Regions from separate parts of the Mus musculus genome. Here region 2 is linked to region 1. Evidence: chromatin contacts called from public HiCAR-type data. All regions are on one chromosome and are shown on one strand. Each heading gives the region's core, a stretch centred on a gene start, on an enhancer-like site or on the middle of the called end of the contact. The rest is flanking DNA. Distances are from core to core; before and after follow the strand shown.

Region 1 (6,388 bases), core at 506-3,005:
ATAACTAGGTACTGCCCAGGAATGTCCTGTATACATCTATGGAAATGAATGAAAAAAGGTGGAACCAGTAAGCTGGCAGCACTGAAGGTACCAGTAGTTTTCACAAGAGGATCAGGAGAAGCTATTTCAAGAAAACAAATTGGCCTTGAGCAGAGACAGCTATTCTAGGAGCCCTACAAACATGAGCTCCATTTATCCTTCATTTGAAACTGTTATGGTACTGAAGGCTATGGGATCTAAGATGAAGACACAGTAGGGAATCCCAAGCATCCTAAACAAACTTAAGCTTACTAGAAGTTCAATGGATTATGGACTAATGCTGATCCAACTTAGTTGACATTAGAACATCCTTAATTTTGACTCTGAAAACCCCACACTTCAGCATGAATATGCCAAAGATCATCTTTTTCCTAGAGCCAAAAGAAAGTGTCTGTTACTTGGTACTCTCAAGATTATACAGTCATGGCTGTTTCTAGACAAGCTCTCATTACAGTCAAGAAAAAGTCTCTCACAACTTAAAGATGCCCCAGAAGTCAAATCCAATTCTGCAAAAATATAAATTATTTCTACATAATCCTTGTACATTATTGGTGTTCTGTCTGCATTTACGTCTGTGTAAGAGTTTCAGATCAGTGGAACTGGAATTACAATTTTGAGCTGCCATGTGGGTCCTGGAAATTGAACCAGGATCCTCTGAAAGAGCAGCCAGTGCTCTTAACCACTGAGCCATCTCTCAAGTCCCCTAAATTATTATTAATGAGCTGAAGGAGAAAAAAATATTTTGTCAAATTGACACAAGCTAGTGATCTGAGATGAGGTAATCTCCTTAAAGAAAATGTCTCCATAAGATCAGGCTGCAGGTAAGCACGTACGGCATTTTTCACGGGTGAGGGTGAGGGCCTAGCACAGGGGGTGGTGCTGATAAGAAAGCATGCTGAGAAAGCTAGGAGTGGCAAGCCAGCTCTCATCCATGGCTTTCATCAACTCCTGTCTCCAGGTTCCTGCCCTGACTTCCTTCAATGCACACAGGAGTATAAGTCAAATAAATACCTTTCCTTAGTTGTTCTGGTCATGGTGTTCATCACACAAATAGTAACCCTAATTAGGACAGCAGTTGGTATCAGGATAGCGGGGTATTGTTTTGGGGAGAATTGTGAAAGGACTTTGAAGAGAAAAGCCCTTGAGTGTTCAAAGCTTGGTGAGCTGCTCTGTGGGAGCTTGGAAGAAAAGTGTTGAGAAAAATGCAGATCATGGAGGCCCAGTTTATGAAGTTCCAGAGAGTAAAGCCCTGCATATCAGCTATTTTGAATTAAGATTCTGTGGTCTGGGTAAGCTGGGGAAGAAAACTCTCAGCTGTGACTAACAAGAGATCAGGCACCATTTAACTTTTTTCTCTACTGGAACAAGAGATGCTAGTTATCTAGAGATGAGAAATTAGCAATGATGAATTAAGAGACCAACATCACTGAAGTAAAATTTCCTGAAGTGTATCCTGGGAAGCTGTGTTTCCAGGGCAGCCAAGGTTGTACCATGCATAAGCTGGCAGAGAAACTTGGTAGTTTAAGAGTCAGTCACCTAGATAGTTCAGTGGCAGTTGAAGGCCCAGGACTGAAGAGAGCCTATGACAGGCCATTGGTCAAAGTACAGGCCAGTCTCAGCAGAAGACCCCAGCATTTTGGAGATGCCAGTACTGTGGGATGACCACAAAGACAGCAGGAGCTTTGGAGTGGAGCCAGACTGAGCCTAGAAGACATGCTGTGTGTGCTGCAGAGGGTAGAGCTGTAGAAGTGACCCAAGACTCTTGGAGGGGCCCAGAAGACAGTGAGTGAATCCTAGATAGTAGGCATTGATCTATTTATACTTTACAACTTTGGATTCCGTTTGATTGTGACTGTGTCCTGGTCCTCCCCTCTTGAATTAAGAAAGTATTCAATTTATTTTTGATTTTACAGGAGCTCACAGTTGAAACTTTGAACTTTTAGAGAATTTGGAATTTTACAAGGACTTTGGATTTTAAGAGATTGAGCTTTCAAGTGTTTGAATTTTTAAAGGCTGTGGAACTTAAATTTTGAAACGTTTGTAACAAAACACTGATACCCATATGTGATCATGGGGAAGAAAAAGGTTAAGGCTTAACGGTGATGTGTGTCAAGTTGACAAGAGATCGGTCAATTGTTCTGGCTAGTTTTATAGCAAACTGTCACAAGCTAGAGTTATCTGAAAGGAGGGAGCCTAGATTGACATCCAGCTGTAGTGCATTTTCTTAATTATCGATTCTTGGGGGAGGTCTTAGCTCATTGTGGGTAGTTGTCTATTAGAAGTGGTTCAACCTGTGGGTTGGGAACCCTCCACAGGAATTACCAAAGACCCATCAGAAAAATTCGTAACAGTAGCAAAATTACAATTACCAAGTAGCATCAAAAATAGTTTTACAGTTGGAGACCACAACATGAAACCGTATTAAAGGGTAGCGGCAGCACTAGGATGGTTGAGAGCACATGGTTCTACAAGAAAGCGGGCCGAGCAAGCCTGGAGCCAGCCAGCTCCCTTCCAGGGTCTCTGTATCAGCTCCTGCATCCAGTGTACACCTTTCCTAAGTGTTGCTTTATCACAGCAACAGAACACACCTCTGGGCATTCTAGGTTTAACTGCAAAGGCAAGATTCACCCTAATGTCAGCAGCACCATCATCTCATGGGTGGGGATGATAGTGAATGGAACATCAATGCTTATCCCTACTGCCTGACTACAGACACAACGGGACCAGCTGCTTTGAACTACTGTCACCCCAAATGATTGTACTCAAAATGGTGGACCCAAATAAGCCTTCCCTTCCCAAAGTTACAATGAGAAAAAGAACTAATATAGTTTCTTCACCATTCTCTCTTTATTGGGGGTACAGGTGGGAGAGGAGTGCTTTGTTTCTAGCCAAGATTTCACTCTGTAGCCTTGGCTGGGCTTAACCTCAGCCTGGCTCTGCCTCTTCAGTGCTTGGGATGAAAGGTATGAGTCACCAGATCTGAAGTTCTTCTAAGACAACCACTATTATGTTTTCTCTACTCCGTACAAAGTTTGTGTCACCTCTTTGTAAAGGTTTTTGGTGACTTTTAGAGTTCTTAGTCCTCTAACATTCAAGATCTGGCCCTGCCCATTTCTCCTCCTAGTCCCAGCTCTTGGGGAAATTACTGAAAGTGGGTTTTTGGTTGTGTGTGGTGTTTTTTTAAAAATATACAAAGGCTTTCTGTTGACTAACATTCAACAATGGCTGATAGAACAGCTCTTACAGAAAGCTTCATTTAATATGTCAAATTAAACTTTACTTAATTGAGAAGAATGTTTAAGCTGATTTCATGATAAACACTGATGCCCAAAACTTAGATACAATGTCTGAGGCAAGCTAGATTTTCTAACCACTCCAATGTCCCTTGTTTCTAAAAGCAATCACAGGCTTTTATTGTTTTCTTATAGCTTTATTGTTGTCAAATTTATGCCATCACACATGGCCTATCACACATTTAAGTTCTCATTTTAAACTCCCATCTTATTGAAGATACACTTTACAAACATGGAATATGCAAGGAAATTATTTCTGAACTCATCTGTACAGTGAAAGCAAAGATCTGAATGTCATATGAATAATAGGCAATTGGACACATATCTGTTTTAGTTAAAGATAAATCTTTAAAGCCAACTATGATCACCGCATGCAACGATAAATCAATGTGCTTATGTTTAAAAAAACAAAAAACAAAACACAAAACCTCTATCCCAACATGGTTGATTTCCTACTGACTGAATTTAAATTCAAGGCGTATAAATGCCTTTTCTGGAACAGGTTGAAGGGCTGGGCTGTCGGTTCAGAAGTGACACATCTCCTCTCCTCAGCCTGTAAGGCTCCTGTGGTCCTTTTCATCCTGCTCTCACCTGAATTCACCCTGCCCCACTCAAGTCTTGTCTGCACATGCCCACACTCTGTCTTACAGGTAACCTTAGGTATTGCTTGCAGGTGATGTGCAGTGTTGGGTGTTTCTATTCTGGACCCCAAACAAGCACCACCTCCTCCCCCTCAGCATATTCCCCCACCCCCTTCATTCTCATCTCAGACTTCTCAACTCTATGAAACTCCTCACTGAGTACCGTCTCATAAGATGAGAAACCTTACCAAAGACACTTACAGTTACCTGCTACTCTTCCTGGACGGCACTCAATCTACTTGGTCATCTTAGTTCTTTCAATGCTAAAATACTGAAAGCCACACATGACAATGCCACATATATACTCATCTAGAAAGCAGTAAAATAGGTTCCAATGACCATATTCTTCTGTGAAGTCTTTTCTCTGAATAGGAGCCACTTAGTTATTTTCAGCTAACATAAAGACTATATAGCAATTTTTTAAGTCCAAGACACATACTGACACACGCACACAAAAGCAAGCTGCCTGGTTTCTTATCTTGTTCCTGCACTAGTTAATAAATAGTAATTCTGAGGGCTAGAGATAAAATATGTAACAACTGCACCTCACAAAGAGCTTCACCTCACTCCTCCCCACAACAACTCCATGGGCAACACACACATTATTCCTTTTAAATTGAACTCAAGTTTTCTTTTACTGTAAAACTAGTTTAAATTAAAAAACCCAGCCCCTCAGCTTTCCATATCACAATATATTTAAAGTCTGAAATAGGTTTTTAGTAATTATTAATCTATTGTATTATGACTTACATGAACTACCCCACTTGGGACTGTATTTTTTGGGTTTATGAACAATGATTAGATATCTCTAATGACTGGGGCCTCTCACTTATGAAGGGAGTTTGGTCTACACAGTCAATACTGCAACTCCCAACAAGAGGAAAAAGAAAGAAAACGTCTCCTTTTAAAATGATACACATTAAGCACTTGATAGAGGCATATAGCTAGACTGGGGTGTTCAAGAGTATTTTTTCTCAGCTAATACAAACAACTAGAACAATTAAGTTCTACTCACATTGATGCTATAGGTCAACAGCAGCGAAAGAACCACACTCAAGATTTCATAAAGCACAATGGTGCATTTTCCCCACTAAGGTTAAGTCTTGGCTAATTTTACTCTTCTATTTCACTAGAAAGGGAAGAAAGAATTTTATAAAAACTATTTTGAGTCACCACTGCTTCTTTGAAAAAGCCAGGTAGGAAGCCCACTTTATTTACTGAGCCTTCTCAAGCTGAAAAGCAAAACAAAGCCTTGGAATGCCAGCAGGACTGCTGACCTAATTCTATAGCCCTCTTTCTCAAGAAACCTTTCAATGGTATCTGAGCATTAATATGTAATAAACCAGAGCTGTACTTTTGAAAAGATCAAGACTAGAGGCAAAAACCTGTTCACAATTCTCTAAGTCACATGTGTGGGAAAGAAATTAAGCTTTCAAGGGGAACCCCTGACTCAGACCTTGTGAAAAGCTGGAACCATCCTGATGGAGACACACTCATGCAGGCAGGAAATGACCAGAACCCCTTCATACCCTTAATAGAGGCTATTTAGAGATAACTTCAGTTTTCTTCATAAGGAAACCAAGGAGACAGTAGAAACCACCTGGTCTTTCCTTGGGAAAAGCCACAAGAATTTGAGAACTTCTCTATAGCCTGCCCATGGAAAACATGCAAACACCTACCTGGAGCTGCAGCAAGAGCCTAAGAGGTTAGCATGTCCCTTTTACCTCTTAGGAGAAAGTACAATCTGTTAACTATACCCTTCAAAACCAAAATATAAACCAGTACTTAGGAGGAAAAAAAAAAAAAAAAACTCCACAAAACCTATTAGGCTGAATAAAATCTAGTGATAAACAGATTAAGCAAGAAAAGCAGAAACATACCTAAAACATTATTATTATGAAGTGGATACCTATCCAATTTTAAATGTTCTTAGTTACATAATTTTAAAATAGGTATATGATTTACCTTCAATATAGCAATTTTCAACCTTGGAAAAATGGCAGTCATACAATCTATTATATAAAGAAACAAATAAAAATGTACCCAAAGCAAAAGCTTTTTAAGTAGGCTGTGATCTCAGTTGTTTTTATCTTAAAATGGGTTAAATCTTTAAAAAGCTTGAAAACACCTTGAAGAACAAAAAAAGTACAATTTAGAAAACTTTTCTATCAATAAAAATAGTCTTAAAGGAATTCTAATTTGCAAGACATAGTGACTTTTAAGCATTTGGGAGACCAAGACAGCAGAGCCAACAACGTGAGGTTTAAGCCTAGTCTGGGCTGTAAAACAGATTCTGCCTTAGAAAAATAATTGATTAGTCTTCTATTAGATTTTACCCTCAAAATTTTCTTAGTAAAAAAAAAAAAAAAAACAAAACAAAAGCAAACAAACAAAAAACGTATTATTTTTTAAAAT
Region 2 (6,719 bases), core at 1,490-3,989, 1.3 Mb after region 1:
TCCCCGAGAGCAGCGTGGATTGTTAACTTTCGAGCCTTTTGAGCCATCTCTCCAGGCCCCTCTACCTTACTTTCTGAGCTACAGTCTCTCACTAAATCTGGAATTCAGTGTTTCAGCTAGCCTGCCTACCAGAAAGTGCCCAGGACCCACCTGTCTCTGAGCCCAGTGCTGGGCTGACAAGGCCTGACCCAGGTACTGGGAATCTGAACTCACAACCTTATGTTTGCACAAGCAATCTACCCACAGAGGGGGCTGGTGAGATGGCTCAGTGGGTAAGAGCACCCGACTGCTCTTCCGAAGGTCTGAAGTTCAAATCCCAGCAACCACATGGTGGCTCACAACCATCTGTAACAAGATCTGACGCCTTCTTCTGGAGTGTCTGAAGACAGCTACAGTGTACTTACATATAATAAATAAATCTTTAAAAAACAAAAAAAAACAAAAAAACAAAATCCCCCCTCCCTTTCAAAAAAAAAAATCTACCCACAGAGCCATGCTGCCAGCCATACAACCTGGCTCTTAGAGGTGAAAAAGTAAAATGAGAGAACTTGGCGGATGCCACAGACTGATGCGGTCTCTTCAAAGCCCAAGCATCCATTAGACAAATGCAGAGCTCCCACTGAGGGCCAGGCAATGAGCTAAAAGCTAGAGATACAAAGAATGGCAGTAGTGTCTCTGCTCTCAAGGACTTAGTGTTGGGGGGAGGAGGGGTTGTAGGAGGAGGAAGGAGAAGAAGAAATAATCTTGGTAATTTATTCTAATAATGAGAAGTACTATAAAGTGTAAACAAGTGCTCTACAGGCAATAGAATGCAGAATGCATAGAGTGTAGCCAGGGCAAGTCTACTTTTGACTGACAGGAACAATTTCATATGCCTAGGTTTTATAGGTGAGGGTTAGAGAAAGGTCAAGTTCTGCCTCACAGGATGAAATGGGAAGTTGGTCTCACACGAGAGGCATGGCCAACACGAGAAAGACTGGTGGCAGGGCTTGACGGAAGCAGTGTCTCTGAGAACTCATGGAAGAAGACTGGGAAGAATCTCCTCACAGACAGCTCTTCATATTTCCCTCCTTTCTCCTCCTGCGTTGAAATCCAGTTCCTTACAGGCCGGTGCCTTCTCTGCTCAGAGCCCTTTACGGGAAGGACTGAGTCAGAGCGCAAGCAACATACTCATCTTTTCCGTCCAACAGCGTAAGGCCAGTACTTTCCACAAGGAATTCAAGTCTTTCTTTATCCACCCTCTCCACTCCAGCATACACACACACACACACACACACACACACCTTGTAAACCTTTTAAGGCTTACACAAAGGCTCTACAGCATTCTCAGAAAGTAAGAGATGTTAAGTGGCTGACCCTGCCTTTCCTTCATTTCCTTTGCACAGGTTCACAGGTTCTTTTCAAGCTAGACAATCTCAGAAAGAGGTTGAGGTCAGACCTGGGCCATGGGAAGAAGATAGTCTCACCACCTGAGTTAGAGTAAAACCAAGGACACAGCCTGCCCCATGCCTGCACCTCTGCTTTTGTGAGCAACAAATCCTCTTGATCAGGACAGCTGCCTTGTGTAGACACTTGAGCTGGAGTGCTTGGTCTCTCTATAGTAACTGACTTCTAATATCTACCCTTGGGCTTCCTACTAGTGTGCTGTTGTTGCTCATACTGCCTCAAGTGAGTTTTTCCACATAGAAAATGAATAGTCAATAACTGCTATCTCATTTTTATTTTCCATTTAGGTGTAAGACTGTATAGTAAATTGAGCTGGAAAGATAGCTGAGCAGTTAAAAGTGTGTACTGTGCATGTAGAAGGCCTGGGTTTGTCTCCCAGCACAGGCAGGTCACAGCCACATGTACCTCCGGCTACAGGGGGTCTGATGTCCTCTACTGGCTTCTGATAGCACTTGCACTGATGTGTATATACTCAGACACACAAAGACAAAATTAAATAAGGTTATTTTAAATTGTTCTAGGTAACTAGTATAGGGCTTGGGGTATAGGTAGCTTAGTATGGGTTAAGTAACATCTTTGTCCCAGGATACCTTTTAGCTCCACTTCACAAACGTAACACTTTACCACTGCCAGGGGCACTGTGTGCTTTGAAGGTGCCCTCTGGCTATGTGGGGAGCCAGGGGGCACAGTGCAGCTCTGGGCATGGCTTTAGGTTGCTCCAGTGTTTATGCTACAGAAATCTCCCAACCCACCAGCCCAAGCAGACCTTCATCTGGTCACCTGCAAGTCCTGCTTCCTGTGGGAACAGCTCTCAGCCACTTGTCCAGTTTCCCGTGCTTACCCTGTGAGGCCTCAGTTCTCTGTCAGACTCCCTCTCATTGTTGACCTTCCTTCCTGAAGGGGAAATAATCCCTCAGACTTACCTCACTGCTCTGTTTTCCAGACACAGACATGGCCATGAGGGTTGATGTTAGGCCCAGCCTGGCCATCCCTATACGACTTAGAAGCTAGGTATTCCAAGTCATGAATTCCCCAGGTGTATAAGTGAACTTCATCCCGCTACCTTCTTTCTTTCTCTTTCTGCTTCTACTGTTTATGGGGGACAGGGGTTACTACACCGCTGCATCTCTCTCAGTGTCTGGGAGGAATGCTAATACATGCATTTGCCCGGTTCTTTGCAAGCTACACAATGACATTACATATACAAACATATTTTAGTCTCCTTAGAGTCCTGCAGAGAAGGGATGATCATTCCTTCTTTCCAGCCGAGCGATGATAAATGACTTGTCTGTGACCACACAGTCAGAAAACACAATTGGGCCTTGAAGCCAGCTTCTGATTCTCAGTCCAGGGTTGTTACTATGAAACCCACCGAGGAATGCAGATTTCCTGGGCTTACGATCCATTAGAAATCATGGGAAGAGCTGTTTGCCAGAGTGGTTTCCAGATACTTACAATACAGCTTTGTACAGATTTCATTCTGCCAACATCTGTGACTAGAATGTTCTAGCCTGGCGCCTTTTATGGGTCATAGCTTTAACAACTATATGTGCCCAGGCCCCACATTGATGCCCTTTCTGAACAATGTATGTCTTTAACTTGTTATCACTCCTGGGGTTGTAGTAGTGTGCACCCTGTGAACGGGCTGCCCGGTGATCACTGTGTACCAATTACCTGATAATGAAAGATCAGCGTCTGAATCATACTCACAACCAAAGCTTTGCGAGCCTGCTATGTTGGCCCATGCCTATAATCTCAGCTCTCAGGAGGTAGAGCCAGGAGGAACAGGAGCTCAAGGCCATTTTTAGCAGTTTGCAGTCAACCTATATTACTTAAGAACCTGTCTCAAAAGTAGATGAAAGAGAGGGAGGAAGGGAGGGAGGGAAGAAGGGAAGGAAGGAAGGAAGGAAGGAAGGAAGGAAGGAAGGAAGGAAGGAAGGAAGGAAGGAAGGAGACTAACTAGCCAACAAACAAAACATTTGTAACGTTCCTGGACCCATGTATGTAAGGTAAGTAACATTACCACCTCCACTTTACAGACAATAAGAAACAATATCAGAGAGTGAATACTTCTCACGGGCACACAGCAAACTGGCTATTAGGCAAATCTTATGATTCTAAATCAGAAGAGTCTAGAGAGTCTATGTATATCTAGATAAACATGTAGACTAGAAATCTGTATAATTAACATGTAACGTTACACCTTCATGTAATAATTTAATTTTCAACAGCCCCTATGGGTGATACTGTTATTACTAATCATCTTAACATTTAAAATTCTCAGCCATATTATCACCATACCCTCAACTTTGGTGTTAAGTGTTAGTTTCTTTAAGATTGAAATGTTCTATCTTGCAAGGAAGACTTTAAGACGGAAAGTTTAAAAAAATAAAAAACTTCAGGAAGTTCCTGAAACTGACCAGATTCACTAGCCGCCCCCCCCCCCCAAAAAATTAACAATAAACCTGGAGAGAGAGCTTTTGTTCAGACAAGCCAAGCTGTAAAGAAGACTCTGAGGCTAGACCAGCTGCCTAGAAGAAGCAAAAACCAGCTGAGCCACGTGGAAGACATTTATACCAACTAAATCCCTTGGAAAGGACACTCTACAACCTGTTGAGCTGCTTGTTAGCTGTGCAGTATGCTTCAGGTTCCCAGCTTTTGTGAGCTGTCACCCATGCTGGGGTGGGCTTTGGTGATGCAGCTGTCTTTGAGTCATTTCTGCTCCTGTAAGTCATTCCTCATCCATACTCCTGCAGGTAACCTCTATAAAACTCATTAGTTCACCAAGTTGGACTTTAGTGGTAACCATACTTTGATTTGTTGTGAAAGTGTTGTCACAGAACACTTGGGTGATATTTATTTATTCAGCAGATGGTTTGACTTATGTGTAAGTGTCTATATTCTTTACTGTGGCCAGAGCCACTCAGGATTTTTCTGGTTCCTAGAACTAACAGAATGGATACATTATATTTATAACTAGATGAGAAATGACAAGAGCAGATATGCTGACCTTGTTCTTTATGATCACAAGTGGGTGACAAGGGTTACAGATGGGAAATGACCTAAAAGCCAAAAATAGTAGGTTCACAAATAGCACCAAATGCTTTAATTAGTGGCTGTTCCTACAGACTAGAAAATAGATCTTAGATACTCTGTAAGGAACTATGGCCTAGCCTCGTCTGTGAGCCTTGAGCACACACACATGATGCCTGTCATTATGAGTGATGTCACCCCCAAATCCTGAGGAGGAGAGGGCTACAGGGCCAGGGCTGTCAAATCAACAAAGGAATAAAGGTTGGCTCTCCTGCCCTCTGACTGAACTCAAGGTCTCAAGTGTAAGGAAATCAGCATTTCAGAATTTTGTTGTATTATTTGTTTGTTTAGATAATATATCTATTATGTAGCTCTGACTGTCCTAGAACTGTATGTAGACCAGGTTAGCCTTATATCCACAGAGACCCTCCTGCTGGGGTTAAATATGTGTGCCATCATTTCCAGTGGAATTTCATAATTTCAATGAGGAAAGGGTTACACACGTATCAGTCCTTCATTTCTTCCTCCTCTGTATGCTATCTTTTCTTCACAATTACATGTAAACCCAAGAGGCTAAATGCAGAGAGTAAAGTATGCGTTGGTGGACTCGGGCACGATTTTTATCTTAGTTTTTCCCCTGTTTGCTATGATAAAACACCCTAACAAAAGTAACTTTAGGGAGGAAGAGTTTATTTAGCTTACAGTACCAACTTAAAGTCAGGGTGGCAGGAACTTGAGTCACTAGTTACATCCACAGTCAAGAACAGAAACATGCCAGAAATAGTAGCCACCTTTAATCCCAGCACTGGGGAGGCAGAGGCAGGCAGAGTCTGAGTTCAAGGCCAGGCTAATCTACATGGTGAGTTGCCATATAGCCAGAGTTACATAGTGAAACCCTGTCTTGAAAAAAAAATAATAATTTAAAAAAAAAAAAAGAGGGCTGGTGAGATGGCTCGGTGGGTAAGAGCACCCGACTGCTCTTCCGAAGGTCCAGAGTTCAAATCCCAGCAACCACATGGTGGCTCACAACCATCTGTGACGAGATCTGATGCCCTCTTCTGGTGTGTCTGAAGACAGCTACAGTGTACTTACATGTAATAAATAAATTAAAAAAAAAAAAAGAAGAAGAAGAAGAAAGAAAGAAACAGAAAAAAATGCTTGCAAGTTTATACTCTGCCCACTTCTCTCTTAATCTGAGAGTCCCTTTCTAAGGAATGTTGTCACTCGAAGTGGACAGATTTTCAACTACAATTAATGTAATCAAGATAGCTTCCCACAAACATGCCCACAAGCCAACCTGATGCTGATAATCCTTCATTTAGACTTCCCTCTCAGGTGATTTTACATTGTGTCAAGTCAACAAAACCAACCATCAAAAGATTGCATCCCTAAAGTGGCAAGACTGCTTCAACTCTAGATTCCCCTGACTTTTGTCCCGTATGACTCCTACTAGTCAGTGGTACTGGGATGATGCTGACAGACAAACTGCCAGGATACAGGCTTGATTTTTGACCTTTTTCAATGAGAAGCATATCTAAGGGGTATATAGAAGTGGAGAGAGCATTTATTCTCTCTGAAGACAATCTATTAACCCAGTGGCTTTACAGCCATCATTAAGACCCAACAAGGGCATTAAAAATCTTAGCAGAAGCAGTGTGAATGCAAGACTATGAGAGATGAGGAGAGAGTTGAGGATGCTGACGTTTGGGGCTTGCCATGTACCCTACTAACCTTGCATATCCTTTAACTCATGGTGAATGTCCCCTTCATCCTGGATAGTCTGGCTCTGCAGATTGATCCCACTCCTTTTTCTACCGAGCAGGTGACTCTTTTGACAGTTATTTGCTCTAGGTGTGGTGGTATTAGGGGATATTGAAAGAATCTGGTGGTATAAGGATTGCTCTGAAACTACAGCTATGGCCCCTCCAGGCTCCATCAGTGACTCCCTATGTTGCTCTCCCTCATGTCGGTTGGGGGATGGCTTTGTCTGTGCACTGTGTTCAAATGCTGATCACTGTGCCGAGTCCCGACATTGGTGGTGCCACTATTATGAAGCATTTCCTGACTCAGTGTTAGTGTGAACCATCTTTCTCCATCATCTTCTGATTGGTCAATAAAGAGCTGATTCAGCCATTATCTGGGCAGGAGAGGAGTGGAGAGAAAGAGAGGGCTCAGATGAGGAGATCCATGTGGAGATTTGCCATGAGGCATTTGTCGTGAGCAGACCTTGAGGGGAGTCG

The links. HiCAR-type assays count read pairs that join an accessible place to other places.
Region 2: a HiCAR-type map of astrocytes shows a contact between it and region 1, with 2.0 times the contacts expected there. The contact joins two enhancer-like sites. A contact is called at or near these places in 1 of 39 promoter capture datasets (liver), 2 of 484 Hi-C or Micro-C datasets (CD8 T cells and muscle stem cells) and 2 of 115 datasets of contacts at active chromatin or transcription factors (T-cell acute lymphoblastic leukemia and astrocytes).

Annotation. Positions count from the first base shown.
Region 1 is chr15:36,783,831-36,790,218 of GRCm38.p6, forward strand. All of the region lies in intron 3 of Ywhaz (tyrosine 3-monooxygenase/tryptophan 5-monooxygenase activation protein, zeta polypeptide), which reads right to left. Among named protein-coding and RNA genes, the nearest start is that of Ywhaz, 7.5 kb to the right of the region's middle. Within about 2 kb of position 1,756, at least 38 of the 459 cell types and tissues checked have an H3K27ac peak or open chromatin away from gene starts, as enhancers often do. A contact at or near this core is called in astrocytes, where this site is marked.
Region 2 is chr15:38,093,707-38,100,425 of GRCm38.p6, forward strand. No RefSeq gene overlaps it. Among named protein-coding and RNA genes, the nearest start is that of Ubr5, 18 kb to the left of the region's middle. Within about 2 kb of position 2,740, at least 8 of the 459 cell types and tissues checked have an H3K27ac peak or open chromatin away from gene starts, as enhancers often do. A contact at or near this core is called in astrocytes, where this site is marked.